Linked DNA regions of Anas platyrhynchos: region 2 is linked to region 1. The links are chromatin contacts, called in public Hi-C maps. All regions are on one chromosome and are shown on one strand. Each heading gives the region's core, a stretch centred on a gene start, on an enhancer-like site or on the middle of the called end of the contact. The rest is flanking DNA. Distances are from core to core; before and after follow the strand shown.

Region 1 (6,106 bases), core at 1,860-4,359:
TCTGGGTCCACAGCACCTGTGTGGAGAGGTGCAGCTGAAGTACAACACAGAGTGAGTTTCCCAAAGCCAGTTAGGGCCAATGCTGGACTTCAAGTCCGTCTGCCGCCAGTTGCTGCTGAGCTTCACATGAAACTGCAAGTCTAAGAAAAGTATCTTTGTCATGGAAGGGTTTTGGAAATGGCTCCTTCTTCAGCGAGGATTTGCGGATGGCTGCAGCCAGAGCAAATTTCCAGCACAGGCAAAGCTGCATGCTGGTACGCCAGCATCTGCACATTGTGGGCACTAAAGGTAGCAATTTCCAACCAGACTTGAACCACACTACATGCTCCATGAGTGGATTTTTATATTAATACATCAACCATCCACCTGCAAAACACAAAAGCGATGTAGGTAGAAGGCTGATCTCTTTTACAGAATGGCACCATACTTATCAGTGCACCTGGGGGGGGGGGGGGAAATGGCCGTGTTGCCTGAAAAAGATCTTTATTTCTGGCAGGAAAAGAGGGACTGAACATTTCAGTTTGGAAATGCTGCAAGGGTGACTCACAGGAATTGCAGATTTCTTGGCTGCAGAACATCTCCCATGGTGTTTCATATTCTCCTTTGTGCTAAGCCACTGCCGCACATCCGGAGGGTTCCTACTCTTCATGTGTTGGGAGACACAGTCCTGACTTTCTAGTTGTTTTATTTCAAAAGTTTTTGTGCTTTGGGTATTCTGTTTTGTTTGTTTGGTTGGTTGGTTGGTTGTTTTTTTTTTTTTGTTTTGTTTTTGTTTTGTTTTGTTTTTTTCTTTTTCATTTCTGTTTTTGATCAGACACTATATTATTTTTGAACATCAGGTATGTGTCAAGACCCTTTCATAAAAATCAAAAAACAGAAAACAAGCAAACTAAGACAGTCTTGATGGGAAACACAACAAATGACAGAATTCAGGGGGCACACTGTTTACATTAACCAGTGAGAGATTTTAAAGTAGATTTAACATTATTGTGAATATTGTCAAGAGCACAAAGTCGAGCATCCTTACATATGTGAATAGCATCTTGTGACCCTATTTGCTGACACCTTTGGGTCTGCATCTTCCACCACCAGCACGGTGTTCCTTACTGTAACAGCATGGTTAGAGGTTGGTTCAATATTTATTCAGACAGGGGGAAGAATGCCAGGAGCTAAATTACCCACACCACTTCCTGAAGCACTTTAGTTTCCCTTGGAGGTTTCCCATCCAAGCTCTGACCAGGCCTGGCTGCTTTGCTTATGAAAAGTGACAAGATCCCTGTGTGAGGTGGAACGATTACTGGAAAATGCTTTCCCTGCCATTAGACACCTGACTCGGTCAGGAACTTGGTGTGCAAAACCTTTGAACACCATTGTCTTCGGTTCTGTGGGAATGCAAACAGCACCACCACCGCGCACGTTTTTGCTCTGCGCTATGTGAGCCTTGGCTGGCCACCATCTCTCAAAGACAGTAAGGCAATTGCCAGGCTTTCCTTTGCAGGAGTAGGTTTTACAGCTGTAAAGGGTTTTAAAAGGTCAGGTGTCAAATGTCTCCTTGTGAAGTCTCAATTAGAAGCTATGATGTGTAAATACGAGTTGTAAGAGTAGTGAGAAAGCTATAGAAAAGGAGATACTGGGCATCTCCATTTCCACTCTGGGGAAGTGTGAAGAGCTGTAAAACCTTTATTCAGGAACCGAAGTATCAGTGTTACCCCTGCTCCAAGTACTGAAACTATGTTCATGGAAACCCTGGGACAAGGAGAAGGACTTGTTCGTTTAATAATAATAAAATAAATGTACTTTCTTTTCTCCAAAAATGTATGATAGCCAACCCTCCTTTCAGGCGGCATCAGATGTGATGAAAGCAGAGATACGTTTGCCTTGGAAGCAACTGGAAGTGGGAAAAACACATCATTTAGACTCTGAATTACGGGTGACTTTGTGACTGTCCAGGCATACAGCAAGTTTCTCAGGAACCCTGACAGATGAAATGGATTGCTGAGAACACGTAAGAATACCCCAAAATGAGAGCAGTGTTTGGTAGACTTCTTGCTAGAATACTGTTATATTTGCAACATAATGAATCAATCCACCTACCTACTGAGATCAAAGCCCTTGCTTTGCATTAACTTCCAAAGATATAAATTGTAGTCATTAGCTTTGGAGTTACTTTATATTTCCACTGGCATCATATGGTTAGTGAACAATACGTGTTTGTGATTGTGAGACAGTACAGTAGATACACACCTTGCAAACCTTCAGTGATTTAATTTCACGTAATGTCCATCGACACCTAAGCATTAAATTAATGCAGAAAACGAGCTGGCTGACTGACTGCAGTCACTCCTTACAAATCAATATAGCCTGTTGCGATGGAGCATTTTTAATGAACAGTGATTGGTGCATCTCGTTAGCTAAACCTTTACTAGTATGAATTTGATTTTGCTCTAGTGGTTTTATTTATTCTGTAGACACGTCTCAGGACCTCGGAGCCGTCTATTCAATCCCCTGCCTGTGTTTGTCTCAGAGGCTAACAGACCGGCTGTACCGCTGTGTGGATTGGTGTCCGCAGAGCCACACATTTCATGAAATGTCTCAAGTCTAATTACCTGAAGAACCAATAAGTTAGCGTATGTATTTATAAATAAGGACAAATGTTTTGTTTTACCAGTGTTCATTTGTAACAATAAGTGAATGTTGTAATAGACCGGCATACTAACGGTTGGCCATCTAACTACATAAAAAATACACTAATTGAAAGTCGAAAGCGTCTCGGATCCAAACAAAAGGGGCTTGTGGTAGTTTCCACAACTCCTTCTGTCAGGAGTTAGCCGTACTGGTCGCTGGGTGCATGACTTGGTGTTTGCCAACCGCCAGCCAGGCTGACAGGAAAACAAACGCAAGCTGCGCCATCCAGAAACCAGGCTGCTGGCATAACTTAACGCACAGTAAGGATCCATCCCGCTATTGTCACGGGAGGGAGGCGCAGCTCGCCCACAGCTCCCTATTCCCTTTCCCCGTCCCACCCCGCTCTGTCAGCGGCGCGCTGCCGCCCCCTGCCGCCTCAGGGCCGGCGCGGGCCGTTGGTGCTGGCGGCGGCCGTTAACCGTGCGCTTCCCGCGCGCGGCCCCAACGGCTCGCCGTCCGCTCCCGGCCTGCCGCGCGCCGCGGGGCCGCGCTGAGGGAGGGCTCTGGCGGCGTCATGGCGGCCGCCGCGGCCCCGGGGCCCGGCCCGGACATGTTCGAGGAGATCGTGATGGCCGAGCACAGGTAGGGCAGCCCCTGCCTGGCGTCTGAACGGCAGAAAGTGAAGTGGGAACCAGCGTCAGAAACCGTCCGTGTGTGTGTGTGTCCGCAGGTTCCACGGCGAGGGCTATCAGGAGGGCTACGCCGAAGGCCGCCAGGCTGGGGCTGCTGAGGGGAGGAGGCACGGGGCGCGCCACGGGGCCAGGGTGGGCGCCGAGGTAAGGGGGAAGGCGCCTCAGGTCGCGGGGCTGGGGGCTGTGTCGCGAGGAAACTGTTAAATAGGCTTTTTTTTTTTTTTTTAAAGTTTATTTGATCCCATTTTGATTTATTTTTTTTTCTCCTGAAAGGAAGGATAAGAGAGAAATCAAATAAACATGCTCGAGACAAATTGTATATGTTGATTTCTTTAACCCAAAATTTAACCCCCGGACCATCCTCTGTGGTTCAGCATTAGGGAAAACCATGCGGTGTTGGCTCTTCACCCAAGTCACTTTCCTCCAACAGGACAATTCTGGTTGTCTGTGTTTTACTCTCTGCTACTTCTAACATTGGGAGAGTTTGTCAGGTGAATATTGCTACTGGCAGAACAGCAGCAATTATGTTAATCCATTATGAAGTGAAATCGGTAAACCCAAATTCTGAAAGGATGGTTATTATAAAATTTTGGTTTACACTTGGTGTGATACAGAGATATATAGTGATGAAATATTTTCCTAGTGATGCTACAGCTCTGAAGTTCTAAGAAAACAGCATTGAACAGCAGCTTCTAAATACAGATGGCTGTATGCAAAACTGTCCTGTGTAGGCCATGATATAGGAGAAGTGCACTGATCTACTTATGTTGGGAAGTTCCTGAAGAGACTAAAATTGTAGATAGGGAGTCATGTGAAGGGATGAATTGGGCAGTTTTTGAACTGTCAGCCGTGAGCAGAACTACAGTACTGATCTGACAGGGGCCTTGCTTGATAGAGAATTAAATTAAGATGTTACAAATAAAACGTTTGTTATCCATCATATCTTTTAGGCGGTATTGGACACAGTATCCACTAGGGCTCAAGCAGAAGATTGTGCCCCTGTGGTAGGGCGCTGCTAATTCTGCTGAGCATACCGCTGTGAAGCGTCCAAGGGCACATGTCTCCAGCCCGCAGCAGCTTGGTGCAGCTAGGTACCAAGTCTGTGGGTTGTCTCCACCTACCTGGAGACTCCAAGCAGTTTTGGTGCACGCAGGTGAAATTGCCTCACTTCAAATATGCTTAAGCACTAAATGAAATGTTAAGTCCCAAACCCACGTTTGAGCCTTAAAATAAATAAATAAAATACACGAAGTAACAAAAGTTGATCTGTGTACCATATCAAACATAACTGCCAGGAGACTGGTATTCCCAAACATTCTTGCTTTACTCTGAAGTGGTTTTAAGGTTATGGGAACTTCCAAGTTAAACTATGTTTACTACGTTTAAATGGCAGGTGTATGCACATGTGGACTGAAGTGGGATTAGGCTATAATTTTGGACTTAACTACCTTGAAGTCAGCTCACTTATGTTTTAAGTGTCTGTGTTGTTTTTCTGAGAATGCTAAATCATTTTAGAAAGAGACTCCAGCTGACTTACAAGCTGGTGCATTGAAGAACATATTCTTATTATATTCCAGTATATTCCTATTTGATTACAGTTGTAATGAAAAGCTCTCTGGCAGCAAGACTGGCTTAGTCAGCTTCCTGTGCTTCTTTCTGATTCTGTGCTACCCTCATGAGTTAGGCTAGTAACATTCTTTGCATATTAACTCAGAAAAAATGTGTTTTCCTGTTTGGTTGACTTGGCTGCTCCCTCAGCCAAGCTGGTACAGCTTTTTCTGGGGCTGTACAGGAGCTGCTTAAGCTGACACTGCTGCAAAAACACATACTTACCAAAGCATCTTAAATAGGTTGTTTCTGAATTATTTCCCTACTGCCATACATCAGTTTCATAAATTTTGAGGTTCAGAGGGTGTCAATATGGATAGTGTTTTGCAGGACTGCTGTTCATGCTGCATTTTAAATACTGTTTTCATCTGATGCTAAACAGATTTCTTACAAGAAGTGTTCTGACTGTTGTACTGGGTAACACAGATATCCCTCATTCATCTTACCCTAATTTATTGAGCTTTTCAACATGAAATGTGTTTGTATAGGCAATAAATTGTTTCCTGAAGAGTGGGATATAATGTAGTACTGTTTGTATACATTTGTTTAATGATTTGTATGCATATGTTTATTTTTTTCATGGTATTCTTATAAATTCCTAGATCGGCAGCTACCTTGGCTTTGCACTGACCTGGCAGTGTCTGCTCAGCAAATGCACAGATGAAAAGAACAGGTAAGGTTTAAAAAAAAAAAAAAAAAAAGGTTCCTTCAATAGTTTTTCAGATTATTCAAATTATATTGTTCAGTTTTGCCTTCTCCCAAGTTAAAAAAATATATATATTGAAAACCAGAAGGGTGAGCAGAGATTTGTTGGGATTATATCCTATTCTGGACCATGTGATACTGAAAAGAGGATAAGGGAACTTGGTTTCTTCACGCTAAAGAAGAAAAAACAAAGGAGATAGCTAATTGTACTACATAAAGGGAAGTCCTAGAGACTTATTCTTTGCAGTAGTGTGCAAAGGATAATAAGCACCTTTCACAAGCTGAAACTATTGAATTTCTGATAGGGTGTAAAGAGAAAACCCTTACCAGTGTGAGCAGCTAAGCAGTTTGACAGGTTGACCAAGTTGACAACAGAAGTTCCATCGTTGTAGATTTTTCAAAGTATGTTTGGAGATGGTACCAAGCAACTTTCTCTGGCCTTAAAGTTAGTCCTGCCTTGGGCGGAAGGTAGGCTA
Region 2 (6,106 bases), core at 1,950-4,449, 270 kb before region 1:
TGGAAGAAAAAAGTCTGAAAATTTTATTTAAATACTGTAGAACAAAGACCAATCCTATTATCAGTCACTAAAACTTTTGAGCTAGTCATCTAATTGAAGTGCAGCATTTCATCTCCTACCACAACTTAGGAATTGACAACTGATGCTGACAAAGTATTGAAGGGAGTACTTAAAGAACTGCACATGCCAAAAAAACAGACATGGAAACTTGTGTTACCCATTGCTCCTTTGCTTGTATATCATCACTGACAGTGAGCACACTAGAATTAAAATGATTCTCACATGCATTTTTCAATAAAAAACTCTAATAAAAAGTTAAGTTCACATTTCAGCAGCTTCCCTTCTACACTAGAATCAACAAATTCAAGAAAAACTTGAAAATTGTGAGTGTCAGAAAGAGTAGTGATGTATTACATTCTGATGCCCAGCCTTCATAATAATAGCACCGTGTAATGAGAACTTGAAAGGGGCTAAGTCACACAGGTACAGTATCAAAAACAAAGCCTCTCCCTTCAGGTATCTATCTATGTAGTTAGATATTTGCAGTTAACAATCCTACTTCAAGATGACTTGATGTGAAGAATCTTAAAACATTCAAGGCATTAAAAAAAAAAAAAAGTCTGTTGTAAACATTTGTGAAATGCTTAAAATTTCTTTGGTACTTTCAGGAGAACATTTCCTTCAGGGTGAAGTTTTCCATCTAAATATCAGGAAGCACTTTAAGATTTTTATTTGCTGCAGGTGACACAGCACTGGCACAGGTTGCCCAGAGAGGCTGAGGAGCCTCCCTTCTTGGAGATTTTCAAGGTCCTGGGCAACCTGCTCTAGGTGGTGCTGCTGCTTGAGCAAAAGAGCTGGATAAGGTGACCTCTGTAGGTCCCTTCCAACCTCTGCCATTCTGATTCCGTGTATGAAGGCACTTGATACAGACAGTTGATTTCAACATGTTCATTTTCAAACTGGGCATATTTTCTGCCAAAAAAAGCACCACTAAAATAGCTATTACGTCTTTTGCACTGCCATCTTACAGAGTGAGGTTACAGTCTTCTTAGTATCCTTCTACTGATAGCAAAGGTATTCAACAGATTATGGACGATATTATCTTATGCCACCTAAAACAAACAGAACCGCTACACAGCAAAGAGCTCTACCTCCTTACCCCTTTCACACTAAAACCAGGCCACTTTAAAAACAAACAAACAAAACAAAAACAAACAAACAAAAGAAAAGCTATCAAGTTTTAGATTACAGCTCCCTCACAAGTGTTCCATGGATGCATTCACAGAGATGTTATCTGGGAAGTACTTGCAATAAAGCTAGTAATATTTTCAGGTGAGAGGCTGAACTAAAGTGTAAGAATTTTTACACAGGGTAATTTAGTTATTCTGAATGTTAATATCACTTAAAGGGAAGCATCAGCTGCAAAGCACTACATGAAATGTTTTTTGTTTTTTTTTTTATGTTAGTCTTAATCTGACCACAAATTAAGCTATTAATTTAAGGCACATGAATGAATTGCAGAATTAACAGAACCAATGACAGTGATTTTGGTTTTGAACATGGGAAGGCACTTCTGCTTTTTTACTTTCACATCACAGATGTGAATGAGTTTTTACACTGATTTCATTTGGCTTCAATGTTCAGTTGCACGAGCTTCTGTTCAACTAGGTCTGCCACCAAGTTCATGTTACAGTCTCGAAGACCTTTTATTAAGTCAGTCACCTTTGCATCTTTCCCCTTCCATTTCTGCCACTCTCGAAGTGACTGAACCAATTGTTCCTTCAAATTAAGGGGATTGGCTGCTATTATTCTGTCCATTTTCACTTCAGAAAAGCCAAGTTTCCGCATCAGCATTTTCCATTCTCTCCCAACATTTTCACATATGACTTCAATAGCTACCTTCTGCAGACCTGAAATAGCAAAAACAATGTTAATGATGGATTTCCAAAAGTAACATTAGGTAAGATTTTTATTAAGCAAAATGCTGCTACTTTTGCTGTATTACACACGCTGTATGTCACACCATGTCTGAAAAGCCACTGCATATACCGTGAGGTCCAAGTATATAGCAAACATCCAAGTGACCATCAGGCGTAACAGAAGTAATTTCCACTCCAGCAGGCTGTTTGCAGCATATGCTGCCCTCATGGTACTCTTGCAGGACATAACACTGTCCTCTGGAACAATTAAGTAGCAGAAGCACTGTTAGCAGCGGACTCATCCACAGCAGGCAACCGTGCTCCAAGCAGACCCATGTCTTGATGATGTGTATGTACTTATTGCGATTATTTTGGAAAAAATAAAAAAAAATAATAAGAAAATCCACCTACGTTTTTCATTCACGTCTGGTTGATCTTCAGGTACATTAGCTTCTCCTTCCTCTACAAAATGCTCTAGCCGCGTAACCAAATCTTCTCTTTTAATGACCTTCAGCATCGTTTTGAGAAAGTCCACATCGTGGCTTGATATCACCTGCTGCTCGAGGAGGAAGTTGAAGAGCTCCGTGCCGCTTTGGACAGACTCGAGCTTCCTCTTCCCAATCTTGTCCTGGCAGAGGAATTTCAGTTCTCGCAGCTCCGCGGCCGACAGGCTCGAGGAAAAGGAATGCAGCAGGGTCAGAAACGGGTCCATGGTGCCGAGGCCTAGAGGGGGGCCGGCGCCGGGCGAGACGCGGGCGGCAGGGGAAGGCTGGCGGAGTCCCGCCTCCGCGGGCGGCTTTCGTTCCTGTTTCCGCTGAGCGGCTCCGCGGCACTGCAGGGACGAGAAATGAAACGAAACGAAACGAAACGAAGCGAAGCAAAGCCCGGCCCCCGCCCCGCCGCGACGGCGGAGCGCTGCTGCCCCGGCCCTGCTCCCGCCCGCCGGCAGCCACGAGATGGCAGCAGCGGGCTCCCTGTCAGCCCTAGAAGATGGCGGCCGCCGCCTTGGTGCCGGCCGTTCCGCCCCTCAGGCGGGCCCTGCTGGCGGCGTCTGGCAGCAAAGGGCCCCGCGTGTTTTAAAATAAAGAATTACGAGGAAGCGACCCCATCGCCTGCGGGTGCCCGGACACCTCAGCCCACGGGTGTCAGCAGTCTCCGTGTGGGGTGTTTGGGCTGCGGCTCCTGCTGCCGAGTCGCCCCGCTGAGGTGTCAGAGGCAGGCAGCAGCCTGCTGAGCTCCCTGCCACCCGGTAGTGCCTGAGGCGCTGACAGCACCGAAACGCTGGTCGCCGTGCTCGCTGCCAGCTGGTCTGTTATTAGGAGCCGCACAGTGCTCTAAATACCTCGGAGATTAACTGCCTTGTTATGTGGTACTGAATTAAAAATGTGTGCTTGGAGCCAGGTTTGACGCTGCCCGCCGCCTGCTGCACAAGTAGAGCCAGCTCCCTGCGTCCTGGTTTCGGTTAAGCTGTAATTGTAATGTGTTTGTGCCCAGGTTGGGGGATCTGTAGATTCCCCATTAAACACAGAATTGTTAGCCTTTTCGTGAGAGTTATCACTTCTTTATTTTTTTTACCTACCACCTAAATCTACAAGGGTTATTTTGGAAGCTTTTTTCTTTTTTTATTTTCTTTTTGCAAATGGGGGAAAGGAGACCAATTATTGATGAACAGACTTGACAGACCAAGAAAAGCAGCATCAGAGACCCTTTCCCAAAGAGACACTGCTATTGCCATGGCATCTCTGGCAGCCACCTGGGAAAGCAGCCTCTGCCCTCTACGCACTGCCTCTGCTACCCCCAGAGACCCAAGCCTTAACCAAGAAACACCGGACTTGGCATGTGGGCCTTGTTGCTCACAAAGGTTAATTGTGACAAGAAATAACTTCTGACCTTTAAAACTGAAGTAGGGCAAATTTTAAGTCTCCATGTCTTAAAGCCAATTTTTTAGAAGGTGAAAGGTTGTGAACTTTTCTCGAAAGGGAAAGTTCAAGTTCATGACATTGTTTTGTAGGTCTCCAAAGTTCAGAGCAACCACAGAGGCTTACTGCACAGCATAGATAGGAACAAGGAAAGTCCTGAACTACCTTTGGATTATTCCCGAAACTATCCCATTACTAAGTTGTTCCCAGTGCATCCTTTAATTTATTATTGTTGCAACACACAAACAGAACTTTGGTCCATGCCATAAAGAGATTGCAGTCTCAGATACACGAACTTGGGAGTTATCATTTTCCACATCTCCTTCTCCAGTCTCACATTCCAACTTGAGGAACAACTCCTACTCCCAAAACATTTCTAAAACTCCCACAGGCACAAGCCCTCCTTACATAAAATTGCTAGATTTTCAGCATCCTGTTTCGGTCTGTTACACAGAGCCAGTCTTGCCCATGATCAAGAAAGCCAGTAAGTGGAACTAGCTACATGGATGAAAGCCATTTGTGGACTAAACAAGTTTAAAGCAGATATTATTTTTTTTTTTGAGTCCCTAATTGTTGCAAATTGGAGGGAATTAACTTGTTGCAGGGTCACATAAACTAGGATGAGCTGTTCCTGTATTGAGGGTTGTATTTTCTCTCTGCAGTCCTGAAGATTCTTTAATGTGGAGGAATGAGCATGAATAAAAAAGTGTAGTATGATGCCAAGAAGAAATAGAGTTGCAGTGTGTGAATTAACTTAGAAAGCAGATATAAATCCTAATAACAGCATAAAAAGTATAAAATTCAGTTTAAAATCTCATTTTAATATTGCCAAGAAAAATAACTTCAAAACAAAGTGTGATGTGGAACCAAATCACTTGGCACCCAGCTTGTGCCTGGTGATATTAGCAGGCCAAATTCAGAGACAAGTCTACATGAAGGATGTCTAAATCAGCATAATTTATTCCTTTTTCTCTGTCACTTGACAAGCATCAGCTGGGGTTTGTATGAACTTAGTGGTCACATTCAGCACTGCTATATGAAGATGTGTGAAAGTAATCCTATGTATCAATGTAATTCTCAGGGAGTCTAAATTAATAACAAACATGGAACTAAAAGATATAAATCATCATTTAGTTAAGATATAAATCACCACTTAAATGCTTTTTAATTCACTTCTAATGTCTGGCATAGTGATTTAGTGGCCCCTTTTGTTATATCTGAATCTGGCCTGTTAACTCTACACATTCACAGATGAAAATACCAAAGGAATGTGCTTTCCTCCAGTTATTTCCTTTGAAAGTGGTTTGGGGCAGGGTCAGCAAAGAAAATATTTTCCAGGGTCAACAGATCATAACGGTTCCACATTAGAATAAAATTTAATACAAATGATTTAGTAGACCAGCTCAGATTTCAGTGCGATTTTCCCAGAAATTGAGTGCTATGAATGATCCAGTTCCTCACCACGTAATTTATAGGTTCCTTGAGGCAAGACGATTCCTTCCAAAATGCTGCAGAGGGAGCTCGAGGCTTTGGAGTGCTCAGTGCTGAGCTTTTTGACTTGATTTCCACTGAAAGAGCAGGACAACGAGAACAAAATGATTCATTTCTGCCGATTCTTCAGAAAGGTGTCGGTCACCAGGACATACAGGAACAAACACACATTTAGGGAGTGTGGAAGTGAAGCAGCAAAGCATGGAGCTGCCTTTCTCAGGGGCTGTGCACAGCCACAGTGTGTGAATATGTGTCGAGTAGCTGACAACTCTCGGGTTGCTTGCAAGTATTCACGATTTATTAAACTGCTTTAAAAAGCAGTGAGTTAGTCTACATGTCTTGAAGAGTAAGAATGTTGTGACAAAATGTTTGTGGCTGTCCTGACTGTAGGTGATTTACAGCAATTTGCGTAGAATTTTTGGAAGATGCTTTGTGCTTTCCAGCCAAGGCAAATTAAATTTTTGGTTGCCCTTCTTCTTTATTCTGGAATCAGTGTAATCTTCTACACAGCTGTGGAAATGTTTGACAGTTTCTCCAGGAGCTCTAATCTGATCCAATGTAATCTGATTTGCTATTAGTGCTCATTACCAAGTGTATGAGTGTTTGAGTCCAGCTTTGATGACTCTGTTTTCTCAGTAATAGTACTGTCAAGCAACTTATTCTTGATATGACAAATAGCTTTCTGTAAATATTAATAGCTTGCCCTCTCTTTTCAGCCAGTCCCTCTTCTGTAACAAGGGATGTGCATGTAGTGTACTGTTGACACAGAAGAACTAC

Evidence for each region. Hi-C and Micro-C count contacts between places; a contact is called where the count stands out from the background.
Region 2: a contact with region 1 is called in a Hi-C map of subcutaneous adipose tissue, with 3 times the contacts expected there. The contact joins the promoter of FADD here to the promoter of LTO1 in region 1. A contact is called at or near these places in 2 of 8 Hi-C or Micro-C datasets (liver and subcutaneous adipose tissue).

What each region holds. Positions count from the first base shown.
Region 1 is chr5:47,809,893-47,815,998 of IASCAAS_PekinDuck_T2T, reverse strand. It overlaps LTO1 (LTO1 maturation factor of ABCE1), which reads left to right and starts at 3,109. Exons shown (of 8, transcript XR_011809772.1): 1 at 3,109-3,267; 2 at 3,356-3,461; 3 at 5,528-5,598. FGF19 (fibroblast growth factor 19) reads left to right here. Exons shown (of 5, transcript XM_038180520.2): 5 at 1-351.
Region 2 is chr5:48,080,468-48,086,573 of IASCAAS_PekinDuck_T2T, reverse strand. It overlaps FADD (Fas associated via death domain), which reads right to left and starts at 3,199. Exons shown (of 2, transcript XM_005022778.6): 1 at 2,331-3,199; 2 at 1,546-1,910. The coding sequence starts at 2,631. The coding sequence ends at 1,624.